3 separate regions of the Mus musculus genome follow, and regions 1 and 2 are each linked to region 3. Evidence: chromatin contacts called from public HiChIP or PLAC-seq and Micro-C data. All regions are on one chromosome and are shown on one strand. The core of a region is the stretch at or near the end of the contact, and the rest is flanking DNA. Distances in the headings are between cores, read along the strand shown. Region 1 holds the start of Reck (reversion-inducing-cysteine-rich protein with kazal motifs). Region 2 holds the start of Fancg (Fanconi anemia, complementation group G). Region 3 holds the start of Tesk1 (testis specific protein kinase 1).

What was found. Hi-C and Micro-C count contacts between places; a contact is called where the count stands out from the background. HiChIP or PLAC-seq counts read pairs in DNA pulled down with a chosen protein or histone mark.
Region 1: a contact with region 3 is called in a Micro-C map of embryonic stem cells, with 6 times the contacts expected there. The contact joins the promoter of Reck here to the promoter of Tesk1 in region 3. A contact is called at or near these places in 7 of 39 promoter capture datasets (the 3T3-L1 cell line, 3T3-L1-derived adipocytes, hippocampal neurons and 3 more), 1 of 15 datasets of contacts at CTCF or cohesin (embryonic stem cells), 20 of 484 Hi-C or Micro-C datasets (CD4 T cells, the G1E-ER4 cell line, the MNK3 cell line and 12 more), 3 of 115 datasets of contacts at active chromatin or transcription factors (astrocytes, embryonic stem cells and memory CD8 T cells) and 1 of 9 other capture datasets (liver).
Region 2: a contact with region 3 is called in an H3K4me3 HiChIP or PLAC-seq map of embryonic stem cells, with 15 read pairs. The contact joins the promoter of Fancg here to the promoter of Tesk1 in region 3. A contact is called at or near these places in 3 of 39 promoter capture datasets (embryonic stem cells, neural stem cells and pre-B cells), 1 of 15 datasets of contacts at CTCF or cohesin (large pre-B cells), 2 of 484 Hi-C or Micro-C datasets (embryonic stem cells and neutrophils), 19 of 115 datasets of contacts at active chromatin or transcription factors (the 230-238 cell line, the SCID.adh cell line, astrocytes and 12 more) and 3 of 9 other capture datasets (adipose tissue, embryonic stem cells and liver).

The regions. Positions count from the first base shown.
Region 1 is chr4:43,873,404-43,876,966 of GRCm38.p6, reverse strand. Reck (reversion-inducing-cysteine-rich protein with kazal motifs) reads right to left here and starts at 1,437. Exons shown (of 21, transcript NM_016678.2): 1 at 1,262-1,437. The coding sequence starts at 1,361.
Region 2 is chr4:43,008,306-43,012,362 of GRCm38.p6, reverse strand. It overlaps Fancg (Fanconi anemia, complementation group G), which reads left to right and starts at 2,062. Exons shown (of 14, transcript NM_053081.2): 1 at 2,062-2,361; 2 at 2,563-2,656; 3 at 3,084-3,215; 4 at 3,450-3,652. The coding sequence starts at 2,266.
Region 3 is chr4:43,440,866-43,444,521 of GRCm38.p6, reverse strand. Tesk1 (testis specific protein kinase 1) reads right to left here and starts at 2,245. Exons shown (of 10, transcript NM_011571.3): 1 at 884-2,245; 2 at 618-739; 3 at 443-491. The coding sequence starts at 1,087.

The DNA of each region.
Region 1 (3,563 bases), core at 188-2,687, 430 kb before region 3:
GTAACTTACTGAAGTTTTCCTAAAAGCCCTACTCCACAACAGTGGGATAAGAAGGGGGTAACTAGTATTCTTTAGACATCTTTGGACTAACTAGAACACAGAGAGATAAGCTGGATTAGTCAAGAATTCACAGTATTCTTTCGTCCCTTTTCTATTGGTTTCCTTACTAGTTTATAGTTAAATTTAGAATTCAAATAATTAACTAATCCCAGGTTCCTGTCACAATCTTCTTCAAATGCCTTCCTTTAAAATAAATAAATAAATAAATAAATAAAGCATCAACCAAAACTCCTTAATTTTAACTTCTCAGGCTTTCTTGAAAACTTCCTTGAGACTGGGTATGTTTTTCCCCTGAGTGCCTCTCCCTGTAAGCAACACACTCCTCCGTTACTTTTGTTATAAAAATTCCATTCATCTTTCGATGGCTAGTATAGGTAGACACTCGGTTTTTCTCATCTTCTAGGTGAATGTCAACGTTCCTCTGTGCACATGCAGCCCCACCCGCATCTCTCCTCTGAACCTGTCTGCCTGAATTCAAACTGCTTAGCGCTCCTGTCTTCCACCACCTATCAGCCTGAGGTGTCCCGGGAAGCACGAGTTCGTGTCACATCCGAACGCTGAGCAAGCGCAGGAAGGACAATCCTAAGCGGTCAAGCTTTCCATCCATCTCTGGTGCAACTGCTTTAACAGAGCCCTAGAACACACCTCTCTCCCGAAGCCAAGCCGCCACGGGGTGATTTATCGATGTGTAGTCAACCCCCACCCCACCTTACCCCATCCCCCAGCCGGGTCTCAGACCCACGGTGCACCCGCCAGGCAACCTTGTGGACCCTATCAAAGTTCACCGCCACTCAGGCCAAGTCAGTCAAATTAACAAGTGACAACAACTGACTGGGCAGCAGCAGGGGAGCTGCACCTACGTATCCCTTCCGCCCAGCGGTGCTATCCGGAGCCCAGGCACCTCCCTGTTTTCTGACAGGGACCCTGGCCAGGGACCAGGGTCCGGCAGGGCAAGGGGCCCCTGTCTGGGAGGTGACAGAACAAGGCCTCGAACCCCAGTCACCACCCCAGGGTTCGCAAGATCTTCAGGGAGAAGAAGACGAGGGCGGAGAGCGGCCTCCGGGTCGGGCTCCAGCCCGGCGTTCCTGACCGCCGCCCGCGGGTCTGGGGGCACGCGCACCCCGCCCCCGGCTCCGCGCCATCTTGGAGCGCTGAGGCACTCCTCAGGACCGCCCCGATCGTGGCTCCCGCGGCTACTCACCCGCGCTGCCCGGGGCCAGGCCCCCCGTCACCTCCGCGACCCCCGCCGCGGCCAGCAGAAGTAGCAGCGCGCTGCGCGGGGAGGCCCGGACGCTCGCCATGTCCGGGCCGGGTGGGTCCGAAGCCGCGGGATGCTCGGACCCAGCCTGGCCGTAGCAACCCCTGGCACCAGGCCCCGCCCCCGGCGCCTTGGCTCTCTGGTGATTGGCTGCGGCTCGCTGAAGCCCCGCCCCGGCCGCTCAGAGTTTTCAAAACCTCCCGGGGGGCGGCAGCGCGCCCTGGACCCTGGCTCTTTGTTATGGGCCAGCTGTGTGTCGCCTTCGGACTCGGGCTCCCGGGCTGCGGTCTTCAAACGGGAAGTCAGAGGCTGGAGACCCCTGTGGAATGCCTCTGTCCCGTGTCGGGGCACATAGGGGGTGGGGAGCCCGCAGCTCAGGGGCGACTGGCCTGCCGAGATCACTCTGCAGGTCCGTCTGATTTGCAAGGGCTAAGTCAAAGCTGAACTGTAGGGCGTGCACCCCTAGTTGAATCCTCCAGAACACTCTTACTATCCTGTCCAAAGGCTGCCTCGACCTAAAGAAGGCGTGTTACCTGGCCTCCCCTCAAAGCCAAAGGGCTCTGCTGAGGGCACGGATTCACAGGCTGGCTTCGCTGTTAATACCTATTGCACTCAGAGAAAGGGTCAGGGCAGCCTGTATGACTAGACTTAGAGAGCCTTGAAATTCAGAATTGGTTCGAGAGGATTTGGAGATGAATCTTTGAGCAGCTACTCCGGAGAATGTTCCAGAGGACCTAGGAATCAAAGCGAATTCATTGTGGAGAAACGCCCCCCACCCCCCACCCCCCCCTTTTTCCTGGCTACCTGGCCCTTGAACAGATAGCTCGTCCAGTTTAGAGACTTGCTGTTCAGAAGTGAAGCCAATTGCTTATTTCCAGATTCCTCTATTCAGGTCACTAACAGCAGCTTTCTCCTGCGACAGATGGTAACTATGACTGTAATGAAAAGAACAAAGTCTTGACACCCTCCTCGAGTCCAGATTGTACACTACTCCCGACTAGCCCCGTGTCTGTGGGTGAGGACATTTTTACTTCTGAGCCTCCCCCCCACCCCAACCCTCATGCTGGCCTTCTTGATAAGATTAATGAACGTATTGTGTTTATTTACTTATTTTGAAGACAGGATCTCATACAGCTCAGGCTGACCTTGAGTTTACAATGAAGCCAAGGCTGGCCCTGATTTCCTGATCAAGCGCACAGGAACCCAGTCTCATATTGTATTTAGAATGTCTCAGACAGTGCTTGACCCAGTGAATAATTGAGATATCTGAACTCAGGCCATGGGGCTAACTGGCTGAACGTATTTCCCACTCTGCCCCTACTACTTTGTGCTTCTTCAAAACAACAGACTTTCTTTATTAAAAACACTGAGGACAAGCCGGGCGTGGTGGTGCATGCCTTTAATCCCAGCACTTGGGAGGCAGAGGCAGGTGAATTTCTGAGTTCAAGGCCAGCCTGGTCTACAAAGTGAGTTCCAGGACAGTCAGGGCTATACAGAGAAACCCTGTCAACAAAACAAAACACCACTGAGGACTGTATTACATCGTTTCTGCCCCACCCTCTTCCCTTATCAACTAAGGCTTTACTTTCTGGAACAGTTCTAGGCTCATAGCCCAGCTGAATGGACGGTACTAAAACATAAAGTGCCCCTCATATGCACAGCCTCTCTTACAACCAATGTCCACCACCTGGCACCTTTGTGACAATGGGCGTGCCCGAGCTGACACGCGGAGTCACTATTGGGAATGTGCTGTGACAAATGTATAGCGTTTATCTACCACTCTTCCTTTTAACTTTATTTAAAGTGTAGCTGTCAGGAAAAGTGTGTGGTTCACCTTGGAGCTCATACTATATTTCTGCCCTACAATGCTGGTGTGATCACGTGTCACTTAAAACGATCGATGCTTAGAGATCAATATGGTGCTTTTAGATAGACTTAATCACCAACTATTGGTTGTTCTGAAGCTCTTATTTTTTCAAATCCTATTTTTACTGATGACTCTTAAATGCTTTAACCTTCCTTGTAACCCATCACCCACCAGAGGTATTGGAAAAGAAAGGATACAGAGGAAGTGGACCTGTTTAGAAAGGTTCTTTGGAGCAACTCCCGTCTGTGTTGTCTAGGAATCGGCAGTTGAGTTCACAGGTTAGCAGGCAGCAATAGCTTGATCCACTCACAAACACTTCACAGATACACCAGCAGTCCAGTTTGGTAGAGCTGTGTCGGCAATTGCAGTGATAAGACC
Region 2 (4,057 bases), core at 813-3,312, 430 kb after region 3:
CATGTGGTCAAGGCTGGCCTTGAATTGTTGATCCTTTTGTCTCAAGTTTTGGTCTACAGGCCTGTCACCCTGCTGCAATTAGAGGCATGCACTATTACTCCCAGCCTGGAATCAAATCCCCTGGTATTGCAGTTTGCAATGGTAGTAAACCAACATGTGGGTGCTGGGAATTAAATCTATATCCTTCACAAGAGCAATGAATACTCTTACCCGCTGAGTCATCCCACCAGCCATTAAATAAATTAATTCTCATGAACAATAAATAAAAATGAAAAATGAGTGAACTGGAGAGATGGCTCAGAGGTTAAGAGCACTGACTGCTCTTCCAGAGGTCCTGAGTTCGAGTCCCAGCAACCACATGGTGGCTTACAACCATCTGTAATGAGATCTGGCGCCCTCTTCTGGTGTGTCTGAAGACAGCTACAGTGTACTTACATATAATAAATAAATAAATCTAAAAAAAAAAAAAAAAAAAAAAGAGCACTGACTGCTTTTCCAGAAGTCCTGGGTTCAATTCCCAGCAACCACATGGTGTTCCACAACCATCTGTAATGAGATCTGGTGCCCTCTTCTGGCTTGCAAGCATACATGTAGGTAGAAGAAGAACACTGTAAATAAATGAGTCTTTAAAAAAATAAAAAATAAGAATGGTGAACGTTGCCACGTATGGTCGAGGCAGTGTACACCTTTAACTCCAGCACTTGAGAGGCAGAGACAGGCTAATCTCTGTGAGTTTGAGGCCAGCCTGGTGTACAGAGGGTGTTCCAGGGCATCAGGGCTACACAGAGAAAGCCTCTCTGGAAAAGAAAAAGAACACAACAACCACCACCACTGCACCCCCCCCCCCCCGCACCTCCACCCAAAAAAGAAACAACAACAACAACAACAACAACAACAAAACTCTCATTGCCTGCTGGATAAGATGGTGCACACCTGTAATTCTAGCACTTGAGAGGCTCAGGCAGGAGGATCACCATCAGGTGGAGGTTGCAAAGCCAGTACCAGGCCAGCCAGGATTACACAGTGAAACTCTCAAAAATATCATCGGGCTGTACAGACGGCTCGTCTTAAGAGTACTTAGTGCTCGTGCAGGCCCTCAGGCCTGTGTTCAAGGTTGGTTCCCAGTGCCCATGTCAGGTGGCTAAGGACTAAAATTCAAATCCAGGGCATTGGGCATCTCTGCCCATCAGTCCTGCATGCACTCACATGTACCTACCCATAAACAGACGCATAAACGTAATTTTAAAAAACACAAAATAAAAACAAGCCTTCAAAAATGATAACAACAAGGCAAAAGCAAATCTTGTTAAACCTGTGAAAGTGATTTCTTGTTTTCTAAGCTTTTTATTTGGGGCTCTTTTTTTTTTCTTTTTCTAGACAGGGTTTCTCTGTATAGCCCTGACTGTCCAAGAACTCACTTTGTAGACCAGGCTCAGAAATCTGCCTGCCTTTGTCTCCCCAGTGCTGGGATTAAAGGCGTGTGCCACCACGCCCAGCTTTATTTGGGGCTCTTGTATGTCTTTTGTGAAGTGTTTTGAGTTGCTGCTACCATATACATAGTGTCAAGTACTTTTTTTCTCCTTCCTTTCTGCGTAGGAATGTCCGATTCTCCGCGTTTTTTGTTTTTTTGTTTTTCTCAAAGAGAAAGGATGAGATTACCAAGGGCTTCAGTCTCCTGTCCTTAGTTTTCGGGAGACATTTTCTTCCGGGGTTGGGGGGTTGGGTGGGGGTAGGGATGGGTGATGAGGAATCTTTTCTTGGGCGTTCTCCACAGTACTACAACTCCCAGCAAACACCGCGCGGTCCGTCTTCCAGCCACGGAGCGGGGAAACCTGGACTGCCGTTGGTTCTAAGGCAGAGCGCCGCCAGAGACTGGTGCCAAGACCCACTCCTCCTAAACTAGCCTCAACACTCTGACCCCCGCGGAGGCCCTGCAGACCCAGCAGTTCGTCCTTGGCATGTGGCTGGCCTCCTGTCTCCCCGCCTCCTTGTTCCGGGTTTCTTTTCAGTTTCCCGCGGAACCGTCTCTTGAAGACAACCAACCGCGGCCGAGAGTGTTGCAGCTTGGCCAACCACAGGCGCGGTGGGTGGTGGCGGGGACTGAGAGGTGGGTTTCTGGTCAGGGAGAGCAAGCCCGGCTGCGACCCGGGGGGAGTCCGGTGGGGTGCAGAAGTGGCTTCTTGCGGTTAGGGTGAAGACACCGGTGGGACCAGCCTCCACCCATGAAAAGACCCCTTCGGGTAACAGTGATCTACCTCGGCGACAATGTCCAGCCAGGTCATTCCAGCCCTCCCCAAAACATTTTCCAGTAGCCTGGACCTGTGGAGGGAAAAGAACGACCAGCTTGTTAGACAGGCTAAGGTAATGTGGTTGCTGGGACTCTCACCTTGTACCCTCAAGATGTCAGAAAGCGGCTTTGTAATGATCTCACCCTAGTCTAGGGGGAAGGAACAGAGCTTGACCTCCGTCCTTAGAAACAGAAGTGACAGGAATATGTGTCCCTCCCTGTCTCTGTTACAAGGGAGAAAGACTGATCCTTAATGCCTCCCTACATAATTTCAGCAACTCACCAGGGATTCTCGTCCCTCTCTGAGGCGACAGCAATCGGCCCAAGACACACTGGAAGGGCTTAGGGAACTCCTCCTCACTCTACAAGGTAAGAACGACCTTCCAGAAGGTTCAGTTCCCCCCTCAGACCACCCCGCAAATCACCAGCATTCAAAGATGAGCTTCTTTTACGAGGTTCTAGGATTGAGGTGATTTTCCTAGGGCTTATGGAGTCCTGCGTAAAGCCCAGAAGAGACTGGGTGGGATTGTCTTTCAGTAGCTTAATTCCTTCTTCTTTTCACACACACACACACACACACACACACACACACACACACACACACACACACACAGGAACATTTGAAGAGGTGATTTTCAGGAGATTTAGAGAACTTCCTGCTCTTTCCAAAGTTGTCTGAGCAAAAACTGAATTCCTTCTTGAAGCCTTGGTTGGAGTGGGGTTGGTCTCTGGGTTGGAAACCATTTGGGCTGTGTTTCATGGGACAGCCTGTGAGACCAGCATCCTGTCGCTCCAGGACTCCCTGCTGCTGTCCCCGCTCTCCCCTTGGAGCTGACTGTCCTCTGTAATTGTATAATCCTGAGGGCTAGCCTAGTCCAGGCTTTCACTGAAGATCTTACCCAGGATCTTCAAAGGGGCCTCGAAAGAGGTAAGGTCTCCTCTGCTCCTGGTAGTTTCAGTTTGGATTTAGGGATGAGGCTGGGGGGTGAGAGGAACATCTGTCCACGGAGACAGATGTTCTTTTCTAATCCTCTGTATGTTCCTCAGACTAGGCAGGTGTATTATTGTAGTCTTTGGGCTCTTTCAGAAAGGAAAACCCAGAGAGTATAGGGAGATGAGAGATGGGTGTGTGTGTGTATGTGTGTGTGTTTGTGCTTTACAGTGCTGGAGGCCCAGCATCACCTGGAGCCCAAGTCACAGCAGGGACTCAAGGAGCTGTGGCACTCTGTCCTCTCTGCTTCCTCCCTTCCACCGGAGCTGCTGCCTGCCTTACACTGCCTGGCCAGCCTTCAAGCTGTCTTCTGGATGAGTACCGACCACCTGGAGGACCTGACCTTGCTGTTACAAACCCTAAATGGCAGCCAGGTAACTGGGGAAATGAAGATGAATGTACCTCCCCACACCCCCAAATCTCCTAGGGCTTCAGACATGCTAAGCAAGCACTCTACCTTTTCCATCTTCCCTTCCTGCCCATCTTCCTGTTTTCTAATGTAATTTTATGTGTTTGAGTGTTTGACTTGAATATATGTATGTGTACCATGTTTGTGCCTGGTACCCATGGAAGTCAGAAGAGGGGGTTGGATCCCCTGGAACTGGAGTTAAAGAGCCACTAATTGGGAGCCATCATGTAGATGCTAGGAACTGAAGTTGGGTCCTCTGTAAGAATAAGTGCTCTTAACCACTGAACCATTTCTCTAGTCTACTTCCACTTTACAACACACACACTTTTTTTTTTTTTTGGAGACAAGGTCTTACTATGTAGCCTTAGAC
Region 3 (3,656 bases), core at 996-3,495:
CACTCCTAAGACAGTTGACACTCAGGAGGCTCACAAAGGTCAAAAGGGTTGGTGGGTCTGTGCTCTAAGGTTCCCATTTATATACTAGGCTACCCTGTCTCTCACAGTAGGACTATGTACAGCTATGTTATCCAATACATTTAAATATAATCAGACATTCTTTTGTTACACCAGCTCTTGTTTTAGTCTATTCCACGTGTAGCTAGTGGCTCCTGTATTGGACCCAGATACAAAATATCTCCATCACTAACTCCAGCTGAGTATTCTAATAAGTGGTTTGCACACAGGGAAGTTCAGGAAGCCTTTAGTTGGAGGAGGTCCTGAGGTCCTGGGCAGGCAGGTGGCTTCTTTTTAATTTCCCAGCAGACCCACCAAGATCACTGACACTCTCACTTGGGGGTGTGGTGCCTTCCCTCTTTCCTGGCCTATGCTTAATGCTTACCTCTGTAAGCGCGTGCAGCTGCCCTTGGTGCACACAGACCCCCATGAACCTGAAAGGTGATGGGGAGGATAAAGGATACGCTGTAAGAGCCCGGGCTCCACTGCATCTCCCTCCTTTCCCAAGGGACTTTTCCTCCTGCCCAGCAAGCTGTCCAGCAAGAGGCTAGGCCGTTCACCTGAGGATGTTAGGGTGCCGGAGCCGGTTCATCAGCTGCACCTCCCTTAGCGTGTTGCTCCGGTTACTGGGGAGCTTGTTCATCTTCAGCACCATGACTTGTCCCGACTGTCGGTGCCGAACCTGGGGGAGGCAAGGCTCCGTGTGTGCCCGACAGGTTGGGTGGCTGCTAGCTCAAGGATCTCTAACCCAGGCTGCGGGGCCTCTAAGTTCTAGCCTCCCGTCCAAGGCTCGGTCCCGCCCCTCTGTCCTCTCTGCGGGTCCTACCTTGTAGACCTCAGAGAAGAAACCGGCCCCGATCTTCTCTGCGCAGTCGAAATCGTCCACACGCGCAAGGCTGGACACGGCGCTGCGGAGGGCCCGGTAGGAGGAGGGCCGGCCCCGGCCCGGGCCTCCGCCTGCGCCCCCCGGCCCCTCCCCCGGAGCCTCTCCGGGCCCGGGGCCCCGCAGCGGCGGCCGTTCCCCGGCCATGGCCGGGCCCCCAGCCCCGGCCTGCTTCACATGGCCGGATCCCCGGGACCCGGGCAGGCCGCGCTCGCCATGGGCGCCGGCCCAACCCGATCCCGGGGGCCGGGACTCCCGCCCGGTGGACTCCTGGAGGACCTGCCGAAGGTCCTGGGCCCGCCCCCGCCGCGCCGGCGAGTTGGGCCCGGTGGAACGCCGCGGCTCTCCGCTCTGCGCGGGGCCTGGGCCTGGGCCTGGGCCGGGCGGCGGCGGCGCTCCCGGGCGCCGGCGGCGGGCTCCCCGCGGGCGGCTGCTGCTCCGCTTCGCCGCCGGGCTCAGGCTGTGCGGCCTGCCCGGGGCGGGGCCCGGCCCGGTCTGCGGTTAACTCCTTGGAGCCCGGGCTGCGGCCCGGCCACGCCCCCTCAGGTGCGTCCCCCGCGCGTAGGCCGGGGCGTGAATCACAGGACGACTTGAGGGTTGACTGCTGGCGCTAATTCTCCTGCGCCCTGGGCTCCACGGATCGACCACGCTGCCTGCCCGGTCTGCGTCCGACTCCGACTGTCCATTTCAGGGGGGTTTCTGACCCCGACACTCTAAATCTCGGGGCTCGCTAACACCTGTCTTCTCCGATCGCAGTATCCAGGGCTGTAGGGAGCCTCTGGCCTTCGCATCCCTGACCTGCTCGACTCCTTCTCACTCCATCTCCATCCCCCTAAGTAAAGTTGAGATTCCGACGCTCGATCCGGTGACCACCCTCTTACTTCTTTGTCCTAATAACCCTCTCTTCGGAGACGCCTGCACCTGCAAGGAGGCCCCGCCCTCGGCAGGATCCCGCCCCCTCAAAGGCCGCTGCCCCTCGGAGCCCGCTCTCCTTCGGGGGACCTTTCCTACGGATGACACTGCTACATCCGTGTGTTCCCCGAGCCCCTCAGTGCTGCACCCCCTCCTCTTTGTGTTCCTCTCACTAAAAGAGACCTGGCAGAGTGACTCGGCTAGTCATTGTGACCCCTCCTCTCAAGGTGACTCCTCCCCTCGCTAGCGCCCAGCGGTGTGACCCCTTTCGGCAGGTTGCGCCCCACGTCGGTAGACGCCAGTGTGCCCCCTCAGTCCAGAGGAGGAGGTGCAGAGGCCTCTACAGCGGTTGGGATCCTCGGAGTGCGCACGCCCGGTCTCGGGACGTGGCTTTCGCTGTTGCCGATGTTTCCGGCTCTGCCACGGACTCCTCCCCTCAAGGTCATCGGGAAGGTAGCCAATCGTCGCTAGGGTTGCGTGACGTCACTGGATCCCGGCAGAGGTCTCCTGGCATCCGTGAGCGTCCTGCCACCTCGCGGCGGAATGGAGTGAGGGCAGGCTGAATGTGCAAGGCCGTCTTGAGAGTGCACCGTATAAGGGAATCGTTCAGGTTTGGAGAGAGAACAGTCATGCACAGTTGTTCTAGAAAAGGAGAGTAGGCCAATGCGTGTTCTTTTCCCCCACTGGTAACAGCAAAACATACTCATCGCATTAAATTAGAGTTAATTCTGAGAACCTATTTGTAATCTTTTGTGTAGAGATTGAAACGGTCTTGCCCTGTAGCCCATGCTGGCTTTGGATTCATACCACACCATACCACTTTGTGCTGGGATTACAAACATATGCTACCCCTCCTGGCAGGATTTTATTTTCCATAGTTTGTGCAAGGTCTGAAGACACTCGGAATTTGTACCTGTAGGATACCCTCACTGTAGTAAGCTTAACTGACACTGGATTCTGTCCCATTAGTCATTTTGAGGATCAATGTCTGTGACAGTAGTTTCATGCTGAATTGTGTGTGTGTGTTTAGGAAGGGCGCTGTGGTGGTTATGGTGAGAGGGAGTGTTTAGGAAGAAGGCCGTGTGGTGGTTCCCTCTGCTGGGGATGCAAGACTGAGCTAGGATACACTAGTAAAAAGGAGGGAATGTTGATGTGCCTGAGAAGCTCTGTGTGTGTGTGTGTGTGTGTGTGTGTGTGTGTGTGTGTGTGTGTGTGTTGGGGGAGTGCAGCAGCCAGGTTCATCGTTAGGTTTCTATCAAGGTTTAAAACTGGTATCACCAGTTTTTAAAAGTTCAGGTGGAAAAGCTGTTGAGTGTAGGAGGTAGATTATCATCAGCCAGCAATAATGATGGTCACAGGGACGATATACTGTCACTCAGGGAGCACGCATGTGCACACTCCCTTCTTTCTCTAGTAAATATACCTGCTTTCAGATACCCTCTGGGCCTGTGACTATCCTGGGAGTAACTCATGGCCACGTGTTTTGTCCACATGTCTGTCCCTGCACCCAGTTATTTGCTGCATAGCTATGGCATTATTTTACCACTGATTAGAAAAAGGAATCTTCATTAAATCGTGGTGTCATTGTTGTGTAGTGGGTTGGTCTGTTGTGGCTCTGTATTCAAATGCTAAAAACTGTATCCCATGACCTGGCTGCTCCAAGACAAGCAGGTCCTCAACTATACCAGCTCTTGTTGTATATTCATGATTGGTTAGTAAAGATGCCTACAGCCTATAGCTGGGCAGAAGAGGTAGGTGGGGCTGAAGGTTCCCGGGCTTGTGTTCAGGCACAGAAGAGAGGAGA